Linked DNA regions of Oryctolagus cuniculus: region 2 is linked to region 1. A link is a contact called in public Micro-C data. All regions are on one chromosome and are shown on one strand. Each heading gives the region's core, a stretch centred on a gene start, on an enhancer-like site or on the middle of the called end of the contact. The rest is flanking DNA. Distances are from core to core; before and after follow the strand shown. Region 1 holds the start of CISD1 (CDGSH iron sulfur domain 1). Region 2 holds the start of TFAM (transcription factor A, mitochondrial).

Region 1 (6,447 bases), core at 1,730-4,229:
AGCCTGTATGGCCCACGAATGATGTTATAAATATCCAAATGGCCCTCAGCCCTGCTTTGAACAGTTACTTTAAATAACTTAATGAATTTATGGATACTAAGACGGTGTTTTCCTATATTGAGATGAAATGAATTGGAAAATTAAGAATTCATTTCAATAAAATACACAAAGATAGAAAAGTCAGAGAGTAAGAATTTATGAGATGCAGTTTTGGCTCCCTGTATTAGAAAAATCAGGGTGTGGGATGGGTAACAAAGCACAAGGTGGACAGGTAAGTCTCCATTTTGGAACTTGAGGGTAAAGCAAAGCATGAAAAAGTGACTTGAGAGGAAGACAGGTTAACGAAGTCCTTTAAAAGTATATGGTGTAGTCAGTTTTTTTTTTTTTTGAAAGGAGATGGCGAATTATGAGTGACTTTCAGCTGAAGACCATTACTTTTTATTTATAACTCATTGTTTTCTGAATATAAACAAGAATCTACGCACATATTTGTACTTCTAACTTTTTTTTGACATATATGGATATAGTGATTACCACTGTTTTATACCATTCTAAGTTCTTTATAATGATGAATTAATTTAGTTAAGATATGATCACCCTCCCCCTAATTAGAAGATCTAAATTGATGTTCGACCCATAGGAATTTTTATTTATTTATTTATTTATTTATTTATTTATTTATTTATTTATTTTGACAGGCAGAGTGGACAGAGAGAGACAGAGAGAAAGGTCTTCCTTTTGCCGTTGGTTCACCCTCCAATGGCCACCGCGGCCGGCGCACCGCGCTGATCCGATGGCAGGAGCCAGGAGCCAGGTGCTTTTCCTGGTCTCCCATGGGGTGCAGGGCCCAAGCACCTGGGCCATCCTCCACTGCACTCCCTGGCCACAGCAGAGAGCTGGCCTGGAAGAGGGGCAACCGGGACAGAATCCGGGGCCCCAACCGGGACTAGAACCCGGTGTGCCGGCGCCGCAAGGCGGAGGATTAGCCTAGTGAGCCATGGCGCCGGCCCGACCCATAGGAATTTTTAAAAACAACCAGCAGCATCAAACTTTTATGAGACCTAAGCATTAACAGATTCCCAAGACATTCTCTGTCTCCGCCTTCCCTAGTATTTGACTAGCTATGTGTGGGTAGAAGACATTTACAGGGGTTTGGGGCTACCCTTAGAGGCCTCAGAACCTTTTTGCTTTTTAGTGAAATAAACAACAAAGCTGAATACTTAAAGCTCATAATCTGCTTCATCAATTTCCTATTCCTTGGAGTGGCACACTAATGGGAAAATCACCTTTGAATTCCCTAATGGTTACACTTAAAAAACAAGAAACTCATCTTGATTACAACAAAGATATGTCTCTAGACAGTGATGTTAAGTTCTACTTCACATTTCAACAGTATGCTACCTAAACAGAATTTTATGCCTACTTATACGACATGACCCCACATTTTAAACAAAAACAGACTTTGGAGTCTTTCAACCCATCCCACACATGAGCAAACCATCTTCGTATAAAAATATCAGTGGTGCAAGTCACAAAATCATATGATTTTACAAGTCTTATTCTCAAATAGTTTTTTTTTAAATCATACACATAAATCACTCCCTATCTGAAATGTACCAAGGCTTAACTCTATGTAAAAGTCTTAAGATGAATATACTTTGAAGTAATTTTTACTGTTTATCATTAGTAACTTATAAATGTCATGGATTATCACCCTCACACTGCCAGGTAAATTTTGTCAACGGAAGTGGAACTCTCTCATTTATGGGATCTACCTCTGTACTAAAAAATTAGGGCTCAAGTTAGTAGGGAGGTTTTTACAAATCCTGGTATGACAGACGTTCAGTATTGACTGAATGAATCAGTGGGTTAATTTTAACCTGTAGATAACCTCTTTACCTATACTCAACTAGACTTACAGGTAACCAACCCTGGGGAGTGGCATTTTATGAGTGGGCACGTAGCTAGGAGACGGTAATTTAACAATTGCAACATCACCAAGAATTGTTATAAAGTGAAACTCCACACTCAACAAATTCTATATATTCTTTTAATTGTAAGTGGCTCTTCTGCGAAGTACGGCTTCCAAAAGCTATCTAAGGAAGGCTGAAAAAACTGAGGGCGCAACGAACCCAGTTTTCAGTGCTCTCTCACGGAGCGCCGCATGCCAGCGGCATAATAAAAAACAGGGAAAACTGGGGACCTCGGATTGGGTTTCTTCTCTTTAAAAAAAAAATCTGCAAAACTAATATGTGATTAGTCATGCACCGCTTCAGGATTGCAGGAAACCGACTTTCTCGTTACACGTTGATAGAAACGTGAGAAGGGAGAACACTTTCCCCCAACAGGCCCTGCGATCTAAGGATAGAGAAGCGAGTCAGGGGACATCAGGAAAAGCCAGCAGCGGAGTTATTAGGTTTTGGGATTTGGATAGTTAGCAGGAAAAGCAGATGGCTGCACGGTCGCACGCCACTTATGCACGGTGACACCATCACCCCGTAACCCGACCTCGCCCCCTCTCCGCGTCCCGCTCAGAGCCCGCGGCCCGGCAAAGCGCTTGTCCTTCTGCACCTCAAGGTTACTGGACGCGCGGGTGCGCAGGGCAGCGCAAACCACACAGAGGAGCTGCGGGCGCTGCAAGCTGCGTGCAAGGCGCCAACCTCACCCTCTCCCAGGCCCCACCTCACCTCGTATGCTGGAATTGGAAGTCAGACTCATGGCGCCGTCAGTTCGCAAGGCGTGCGCACAGGCCACCCAGCACGAACCCGCTAGTGTCCACAGCCGAAGCTAAGGCAATTAGGCGTCCTAAGGGCACGGGCACCGGGAGGCTAGCGCGCAGGCGCCGAGGCAGGCCGTCAGCACGTGTGTGTGAGCGAGAGATCCACCCGCATGCGCAGAGCTGAGCCCCGGGCCTTGAGGAAGTCGAGTCCGGATTTTGACAGCCGCAGGAGGGGAGGAGGAAGGGACTGAACGAGGTAGCGACTGAGTTTGCGCAACGCTGAGGGGCGGGGCCCTGGAGTCCAGAGGCAGAGTTTTGGGAATAAGGAGTCCAGGCCAGATTTTCCGTCTCCTCCAGGTGTGTAGGGCGGCGGAGGACAGGTGTTAGTAAGGCACTTGCCTACCACCTACACCAGGTATCTAAGACTTTTACCCCGAATTTTCTCTTGCTCAATTCTTGTTTTTGTTTTAGCTGCAAGGCCAGGTCCAGGTTTCATGTAAGATGCCTGTGGCAGACACAGGGGGATCGGGGATAGAGTCCCATTCCAGAATCTTCCGTAGCTGCGGGTGTGCATTTATCCTTCTCTTCTGCCTTTGACCGAGTTGAGTCCCATACTTAGGACCTGCCCTAGCTGAAGGTCGCGTGGCAGAGAAAAGGGAAAACCTGCTCATTTCTTCAAACAACGTTTCCACTTAAAAAGAATTAGGACAATAGCTTCTGCAGCCTGAACACGTCTCGGCTCTAAAATTTTTTGATGAGACCAGTTTATAAGCATTAACTGAGGAGGGGGCTAGGATGAATTTGTCGAGTATTTTGAAGGTGCGTCTTTTAACACGCGACCTGTTTTTAACTTCCGTTGGTTCTGTGGGGGGTGGGATTTGAGGGAGCTGCTTGCAGGTTAAGGGTGGCCTCCCACGCCACCCCTGGCACTGCCACTGCCTCCCAACCCTCCTAAATACCTGGCTGCCCCTCACTCCTGGAAGCCCCTGGCATCTCTGAGCCCACCCCTGGGGAGCGCTGGAACCCGCCTGCAATGAATGAGGGCACAGCAGCGCTGGCCACAACCTGACGCCAGCCCCGCGCTGGGGGTGAGAAGGCCCGCCAGCGCGCTCGCCCCGTCCAGGTGACCGGGAGACGGCCCCCGCCCGGCCGCGCGCCCGGCCCGCCGCGGGGGTCCCGTCGGGCGGCCTCTGGGCATGCTCAGTAGCGGCCGCGGCCGCGGGTCGCGCAGTCGGAAGCTCGCGGCGGCGGCGGCGGCAGTGCGGGCGGCGCTGACGCGCGCGCGGCAGCTGAGGGGACTGGAGGACGGCGGGAGGGGGCGGGGGCGCGGGAGGTGGGGCCGCCGTCGCCGTCAGGGCCCCAGGGAGCGCGGGGCGCCGCCGCCGCCGCTGCTCTGCTCGGTTCCGTCTCCTGGGCAGCACCGGCGCTGGTGGCCGCGGCGGCTGGAGAGTGGGAGCCGGGAACCGCGCTCCGCCGAGAGTTGGGCAGGGGAGCGCCGGCGCCTTCGCGGCGTCATGGGCCCCCTCCCTGGGCCTCAGCGGGCACCAGCCGCGGGAACCCCCGGGCCTCCCGGCGGCCGAGCCTGAGCGACCCCCGGGTTCTCCGGCGCCCCCTCCCTCCTCCGTCCTATTTTTTTTTTCTTCTCCTGCTCTCGCCGCCGTTGCCGTTTGTGCTCTCCGTTATGGCAACGGAACCGCCATCCCCTCTCCGGCTCGAGGCGCCCGGCCCCCCAGAAATGCGGACCCCACCGGCCAGCGAGGCCGCCCCCGAGGGCACCCAGCAGCCGGCGGGCGGGAGGCTCCGCTTCCTCAACGGCTGCGTGCCGCTCTCGCATCAGGTGGCCGGGCACATGTACGGGAAGGACAAAGTGGGTAAGTGGGGGTGGCGCGCCCCTTCCGCCCCCGCACGCCCCTGGCCGGCGGAGCAGTCGGGCTCTTTCTGGCCGGGCTGGACGTCTCCCCTGGTCTGCCCGCCGCGCCCTGGCCCTTCCGCTCTGCCCCGGAGCCTTGTCACCCTCCAAGTGGGGTGATTTCCAGCGTGTGGGGCGATGGGCTTACAGAGGGGTGGCAGGGAGAGGCGGCCTGGTCTCCCCGGGGAGGGTGGGTGTTGATTGGAGACAACGTTGTTAGTAAAAATAAGGAACTTGGTTTTTACTGGACGGGAAAGGAAATTCTCCCGTGAGCACAAGGTCTGTTTATTATAGGCGAGGAGCTATTGCAAAAGAAAAGGAATGAAATGCAGATGATGCTAATCTACTGTTTCTCTGTTGGGTGCAGCTGCATAGCTGGAGGGGAAGAAAAAAAAACAGCTTTGCCTTTCCTTTCTTTTTTTCTTTCTTTCTTTTTCCTTTTTTTTTTTCTTTTCGTGAAGAGAGGGGGAAAGCTTGACTTGGCTTATCCGGGATCTCTCCCTGCCCCATTGAGGAGGTTTTTCTTGGTGTCTCCTTGATTTCCCTGGGAGGCGTGGTTTCAGCAGTGCAAAAACTCGAATTCTGGTACGAAATATACCCTGCTGTTGTACTGGAATGGTCCACCGCTAAAACATTCACTTATTCTTGTTCATCTTTGTAAGACTGCTCATAGCCTCTGCAGTCCATTTTGTGAGTTCCTAACTTAAAGCACAGCACAGGACCTATCTCAGATGAGGAACTGTAATTCGCCTAACTGGTTCCCTGGCTATTGATGACCTGAGGGGAAATCCCATAGATGAGTGTATGACTTTTGAGGATCTTTGACCGGCAGCAGCCATTGGAGAACATTTAGCTTATGCTGGTAAAATGATTCATGTTTCGTTGATAAGATAAAACTGACGTTTTCAAATGAGGTAACTAAGACTCAGCCTGAGTAAGTGACAAACCTGAAGTCACACGGGTGCTGTGTATCAGAATCATGAAACCAAGGAATTGTCCTTTGGAGCAATGTCTTGTGTGGAGCTTGCAGAAACTATTCCAACGAGGCCTTTTGAGAATGAATAAGTACTAGTTGGAATCTATGTTTCTTGGCAACTAGAAACATTTTACATTATTTTCACCTACTTTTTTTTCTTGATGGAAATTGTGCATTAATGGTGCTGTCATTGCCATCTACATTGTCTGTATGCGTCCTATCTGCCCTCTGTGTTGTGAGTTCTTTGAGGTTAAAGACCAAACCTATTGGTTGGGAGGGACGTTATGGGGGGAAGCCATTGTAATCCATAAGCCGTACTTTGGTGGAAATTTATATTCATTAAATAAAAGTTAAAAAAAGAAAGAAAAAGAAAAAATACAAACTAAAAAAAAAAGACCAAACCTATTGATCTTACAGTCATGTGTAGAGACTGGAACTCATTTACACTGGGGAAATGTTGGAAGAGTGAAAGTGGGCAGTTCTTTTGATACACGGAGGGAAGGAAACGAATTTCTCAAGCTGCTTAGCATAGAAGTTTCCGCTTGTGTGTCATGCCTGGGAATAGAAGATTGAGAGTTCATCTTTTTAAAAAATACTATCTCATGATCTCTGTACTACAGTTTGTGAGTTCTTAACTGAGAATCTCACAGTTCTCAGATCTCGTTCTCATAGAGGAATGCTGATTGACTTATTAGTGGGGGAGGACAGGTGCACAGAGGTTAAGGTTACAATTGGCATACTGGCATCCTATGTCAGAATGCTTGGATTAGAGTCCTGGCTTCTTGCTGATGCTCATCATGAAGTCAGCAGGTGATGGCTCAAGTGATTGGGTGTTGGCTGCCC
Region 2 (6,336 bases), core at 2,554-5,053, 150 kb before region 1:
GTATTATCAAAATAAGGGAAATCTACATATAGTCATAGTTATATAAACCTCAGTTCTTTGCAATTAGAAAAGAGTATTTCAATGATACTCACTCTCTTTTTCATTAATGCTTTCTTTTTTAAACGTTTTTGCATGATTTCTTTTTCCATAGATAGCATCTGACTTGGAGTTAGATGTTCTTGAATTCTGCTAATCTCTTCTTTGTAGGCCTCCCACTCTACCCTGTAAGCATCTTCATATACCTATAAACAAAAGAAACCCAAATAAGAAGTCAGCAAATTGTTGCTATCAAATTCAACATAACACATCTGCCAGAGAAAGACAACTGCATGACTTCAAATAAAGGCAGGCGGGACCACTAGATGAAAAATGTGCTCTTAGATGAAGTATGCAGAGATTAAAGTTTATTGTGGTGCAAATAAAACCAAAATTCATGCACAGGTGTCATTAAAAATTTCACAGAAAATACACAGTATGAAAAAACTACAAATAGATTTCAAATTTTTTGCACCAAAATAGTTTTAATTCCATTTTCTACGAACTTTAAAGTATTCTCATGCTGACCAATGTAAGAATCTAGCAATTAGCTTCCATTTTCTAATGGCTGCAACCTCTCATCTCCACCCCCATACATCCATATGTATCACCACTTAAGGAGATCAGATAGTATAAAGTTCCTTTGTAGATAATTAATGTTTTTTAAAAAAAGCCCCTGGGCCATCTGGTTCTAAGACATGGAGGCAGGCGTTTGGTGCAGCAGTGAAGCTGCCACTTGGGGTGCCTGCCTCCCACTTGGGGAGGTACAGGCGGCTAAGATGCCACTTGGGGAAACCCAGAGTGCCTGGGTTTGAGTCCCGGCTCTGCTTCTGATTCTAGTTTCCTGCTAACACATACCCTGCAAGGCAACAGGAGACGGTTCAAGTACTTAGGTCCCTGACACCCTGGTGGGAGACCTATATTGGGTTTTGGGAACCTGGCTTTGGCCTGGCCCAGCCCAACCGTGGTGAGCATTTGGGGAGTGAATCTATGGTAGAAGATCTCTCTCTCTGTCTCTGCCAACTGTCTCTATCTGTCTCTTCCAAACTGTAGAGTAGCAACTGCAGGTATCTGAAAACCTGTGTGCTTACCTTTTTCTCTGAATCAGGAAGTTCCCTCCACAGCTCGGCAATTCTTTTAATTAGCTCTGAATTTTTTGCCTCTATGGATTGGAATATAATGAAAAGAGATGTCACAATTTTATGGCTCAGGATGAATTGCTATAGATTTCCAAGAAAGCACAATCCATGAGCTCAACAAAGCAAGTTACATTACACACACTTAATACAACAGGTTAACTTCATCCCATTAACTTAAATATTATAAATACTGGGACAGCGCTGTGGTGTAGTGCGTAAAGCTGCCGCCTGCAGTGCTGGCATCCCATATGGGTGCTGTTTCAAATCCCGGCTGCTCCATTTCCAATCCAGCTCTCTGCTATGGCTGGATCGGAAAGCAGTGGAAAATGGCCCAAATCCTTGAGTCCCGGCACCAGTGTGGGAGACCAAGAGGAAGTTCCTGGCTCCTGGCTTTGGATCGGCGCAGGCCCCTCCATTGTGGCCAATTGGGGAGTGAACCAACGGATGGAAGACTCTCACTCTCTCTGCTTCTCCTTCTGTGTAACTCTTTCAAATAAATAAATAAATCTTAAAAAAGAAAAAGACCTGATTTGCAATCTTTAAAAAAAAAAGAAATACTTTACAATTTTGTCCAAGTTTGTTAAAAGCCGATTATCCAATCAGAAAGGAGTATTTTCTATACTACCCAAAATTGTCCTCAGAAATTACCAGTTTAAATAGGCATATAATTAATTGCTTAAGTTTTTTACTTCCCTATTTCAATCTTAACATTTTTCAAGTCTTTCAGGAATTATTAAATTCAAAAAATCTGACTAAACTATATTATAGTCTTGATTCATAAAACACGATCTTATATTGCATATTACAGAACAATATCTGGAAACAGACTATTCTAAAAATCAATCCATAATCTCCACTTCTTTCCTCACATTAACTGGAATGTTGGAGTGCAACTGATTTAACAAACCACCTGTTAGTTCCAAATCTGACATTTAAAAGATGTGGGTACTTGAGTATGTCTCTTAAACTAACTCCTGACCTAAAATGCAAGGATTTTTATTGTAACTAACTTGCTTTTCACAAGTCCCCTATGACTTATTTGATGTAAAGGGGCTTCGGAAATCATAAGCAGAAACGAACTCTTAATCTACCTATTACCTTTATACCATAACCCCCAAATCAAAGTCCTATAGCCTTTTGAAGCAGTCAATAAACATCCTAGCTAGAAATCTTTTTTCAAGAACTCTAGACAAGCAGAATTTTCACTCAAGAAAGCTCTTGAAATGAGCCTAAGTTGCACAGAACTTTACAGACCACTCCCACATTATGTTATTTCATTAGAGCTTTGTGAACAATCCTCCAAGGCACAAAGAGCAGCAGCTATGCACGATTCATAAGCAGCACTCCCAGGCCTAAGAAAGACAATCAGACCCAAACGTCGGCTGTTTCCTCCTCTGCCCAGGGAGCTGTCCGCTCCACATAGTATCTTTAAAATACCTTTCATCCTTCCTCATTTACAACTAAAGCATTTCTGTTAGGTATAAAATGCTGCACTTCGTTTTACAGACATCACACAAAATGACAGCTCCTGCAAACGCCGGAAGCTTTGAAAGTGCAAAGCCAGTATTTTTCACCTTAACTGTTTAGTGGCCTTTTTATTACATCAGAGAAGAGCAGAAGCCCCCCCAAATTCCTCACCTGGGTTCTTAGCTTTAAATATGGGTAACTGTTCTTTAGAAAATCGAAGGTATGAAGTCATAGGTTTCTTTGGATAGCTGCCAAAGGTGGATGAACACCATCTCGGAATATACGAAAAACTACACAGAAATACAAAGAAAACAAGCAAAGTCAAGTATGGAACTCCCAACATTTACATGCATATAAACACGGCTCTCAAAGAAAATGTCATCAAGATGCTTTCTACCCGTCTCCTTTGATAAGAATGCTTAGGCCTTATTTAAAACCTTGTCCTACCCAGAGGGAAGTGCCTGCAGGGCTCAAGTCTCAAAGCCCCGACTTTCCAGGAAGGACAGAGAACGAAGCAAAGCATCCAAACGCTGGCTCTGGAGCCCCGCCTCCTCCACACCTATAGGATGGCGGGAGACGAGGCGCGATTTCGCAGAGGACCCCGCCAGGTGCGCCCAGGCTGGACGGCAGGGAGGAGCGGCTGCAGGGGTGGGGGGAAACAGGAAGCAGGGCACCGGGGACTACCGGAGGAGGGCCCGGGCTCGCAGCCACCATCTCCTCCGCAAGGTCGAGGTCTAAACCAGAGGGCCAAGGTGGCCCTGACCGCCTAGCAAGAGCAAAGAGTAAGGGACGGAGTCCCCATTGCATGCCCAGGGACGTCCAGGGCCCCCCCCCCCGGGGGGGGCAGGTGAGTGGTCCTACCTGAAAGGTGAGCGCAGTCGACTCCCACAGCCCGCGCACAGGTCCGCTCCAGACTTCCCCAGGGTCCTCAGCGCGCCCCACATGCCCCGGAGAAGCGCCATCGCACCGGCGGACTAGGCAGTGCCCGTACCCCAACCTCCGAAAGAACAGGCACAACAACAGCAACAACCCGAACCCGCGTGCTACCCTCCTGGATCTGTTATCATGCCCGCCACTCGCGAGGTACTATGGGAAGCCTGCTGACATCCGGTCGGGAGACGAGGGGCGGGCCGGGGCAGAACGTGCGCAGGCGCTGTAGTCAGTCCGGGGGTGGGCGGGGCTGCGACGAAGCAGGAGGGGTCACCGGGGCGGGCGAAGGGAAAGCGCAGCCGGCTGACCTGCGGAGGGCCCTGACCTCGAGGAGGCGCTGCGGCGCCGCCTCTGCCCCCGGCCGCCTCCCGCAGTCGCTTCCTCCTCCGGTCGAGGAGGCTGGTAGAGAGCCGGCGCAGGCCTCACCCCGACCGGGCACTGGCAGGCGCGGCGTCCGCACTGACGGCCTGGACGGCCTGTACGTAACAGACAGTCCGGCCACGGGGACGCGGGCCTGCTGTGCGTGGTTCTGGCTGTTGTGCGCCGCAAATGGTGGTCAGAGCGCAGGCGATTCGCAGATCCCCGGGCCTTCCCTCAGAGCCTGAGCTAGCAGGTGTGTGGGGGCCCGCGTCTGCGTTTTTAACACGAGTTCATTGCCGGTGGGGCTGGAACCACACTGAATCTAGGTTTAGACCAGCCTCCCATCTAAGGCACACAAGCGTCAACTCTGACCTCCAACCCTGCCTGCTTTGAGTGGCGAGGACATGGTCCGCCCAGTTAGTTGTCCCAGAATCAACCTGAAGGTCTTGCCCTGGGACTGTCACACCCCCGACATAAGATTCCTTTACCCCCTCACCAAGTGAGAATGTTGGACTGGGGCAGAATTTTCTCAACCGAACTCTTGAGACCATGTGAAAAGAACGTCTGGAGTTATTGAATGATGGGCTGTACAGTTTTAAAAAAAATTATAGGCCTGCGCCGCGGCTCACTAGGCTAATGCTCCGCCTGCGGCGCCGGCACACTGGGTTCTAGTCCCTGTCGGGGCGCCGAATTCTGTCCCGGTTGCCCCTCTTCCAGGCCAGCTCTCTGCTGTGGCCCGGGAGTGCAGTGGAGGATGGCCCAGGTCCTTGGGCCCTGCACCCGCATGGGAGGCCAGGAGGAAGCACCTGGCTCCTGGCTTCGGATCAGCGCGGTGCGCCAGCCTTAGCGGCCATCTGGGGGGTGAACCAACAGAAAGAAAGACCTTTCTCTCTGTCTCTCTCACTGTCTAATTCTACCTGTCAAAAAATTATTTATTTACTTGAGAGGCAGAATTGGAAAGAGAGGCAGAGAAATCATCCATGCGCATGTTCACTCCCCACATAGCCACAGCGCCAGAGCTGGGCCAATATGCAGCCAGGAGCCAGGAGCTGCTTCCGGGTCTCCCACGTGGGTGCAGGGGCTGAACGACTTGAGCCATCTTCCCCTGCTTTCCCAGGCCATAGCAGAGAGCTGGATCGGAAGTGGAGCAGCTGGAACAACCGTTGGCGTATGGGATGCTGGCACCACACATGGCAGCTTTACCTGCTATGGCACAGTGCAGCCCCACAGTTTCTGTTTTGTGTTGTACGAATTCCATTTTTCTATTTAGGCAGTGGTGTGAAAAATTATGAAGATCTAAAGACATCGAGGCTCTCCCAGATTTTAAATACTAGATATTTCCAAGATATCAGTTCTTCTTTCTGGCCTTTCTTCTTTCCGACTATAATTGTTAGAAAATTCTTCCCAGTGTAATATAGAGCTCGGAGACCACACCTTTTTGTAGTTTCAGAACTGCCCCTTTTGAGCTACAAAGGGCACAGCCCACTTCTTTTACGTAGTAAATAATAATCAATCACCATTTCCCTTTACACGGAATCTCAGGGCTAAAAGAGACCTTGGAGATCATCTGTGTAAACCTGCCATTCTGTCATGGAAAAAGCATTTCTTCATTTATTTTTTATGACCATATACCATGTTCAAATCCCAAAATGTAGATTCATAATATCTCTCCCTGCCCCCAAAATCTAGAGGCAGAGGCAAAGAAGTAAACAAAAATGACTCCGTGCCAAGATAGACTTAAGTATGGGCTGGAATGTCTTAGTTACGTTTAAGGTGATTTCTAAAATAATGCATTTCCCCTTCATTTCTCTGGAATGTTTTTGGTATTTCAGGTGTTTGATATAAAGTTAAACTTTTGGATATTTAAGCAATATTTTGTGATTTTCAAGGGTCATTTTAATAAATTTTGCTGTTAAGTTCTTATAAATCAAATGTGAAACATTTCAGGTTTTTTTTTAATTTTATTAAAAATTTGAAAGTCAGAGTTACACAGAGAGAGGAGAGGCAGAGAGACAGAGAGAGGTCTTCCATCCGATGGTTCACTCCCCAAATGGCCACAACAGCCGGACCTGTGCCAATCCGAAGCCAGGAGCCAGGAGCTTCTTCCGGGTCTCCCACGTGGGCGCAGGGGTCCAAGGACCCGGGCCATCTTATACTGCTTTCCCGGGCCACAGCAGAGAGCTGGACAGGAAGTAGAGCATCTGGGTCCTGAACCGGCGCCCATATGGGATGCTAGCACTTCAGGCCAGGGCGTTAACCCACTGCGCCACAGCGCCAACCCGAAACATTTCGGTTTTTATCAGTTACCAGTCTACTTAGAACTCACTCACATTGCCATGAAATTCTATTGTAAATGCAGTATTACAAAGACATATCTCTGCCTACTTACTCAAGCTATTTTTGA

What was found. Hi-C and Micro-C count contacts between places; a contact is called where the count stands out from the background.
Region 2: a contact with region 1 is called in a Micro-C map of ear pinna, with 4 times the contacts expected there. The contact joins the promoter of TFAM here to the promoter of CISD1 in region 1. A contact is called at or near these places in 2 of 6 Hi-C or Micro-C datasets (ear pinna and psoas muscle).

Annotation. Positions count from the first base shown.
Region 1 is chr15:50,639,203-50,645,649 of mOryCun1.1, reverse strand. It overlaps CISD1 (CDGSH iron sulfur domain 1), which reads right to left and starts at 2,979. Exons shown (of 3, transcript XM_002718483.5): 1 at 2,688-2,979. The coding sequence starts at 2,718. IPMK (inositol polyphosphate multikinase) reads left to right here and starts at 4,082. Exons shown (of 6, transcript XM_002718484.5): 1 at 4,082-4,590. The coding sequence starts at 4,401.
Region 2 is chr15:50,786,952-50,793,287 of mOryCun1.1, reverse strand. It overlaps TFAM (transcription factor A, mitochondrial), which reads right to left and starts at 3,803. Exons shown (of 7, transcript XM_017348769.3): 1 at 3,504-3,803; 2 at 2,814-2,932; 3 at 1,128-1,198; 4 at 93-242. The coding sequence starts at 3,604.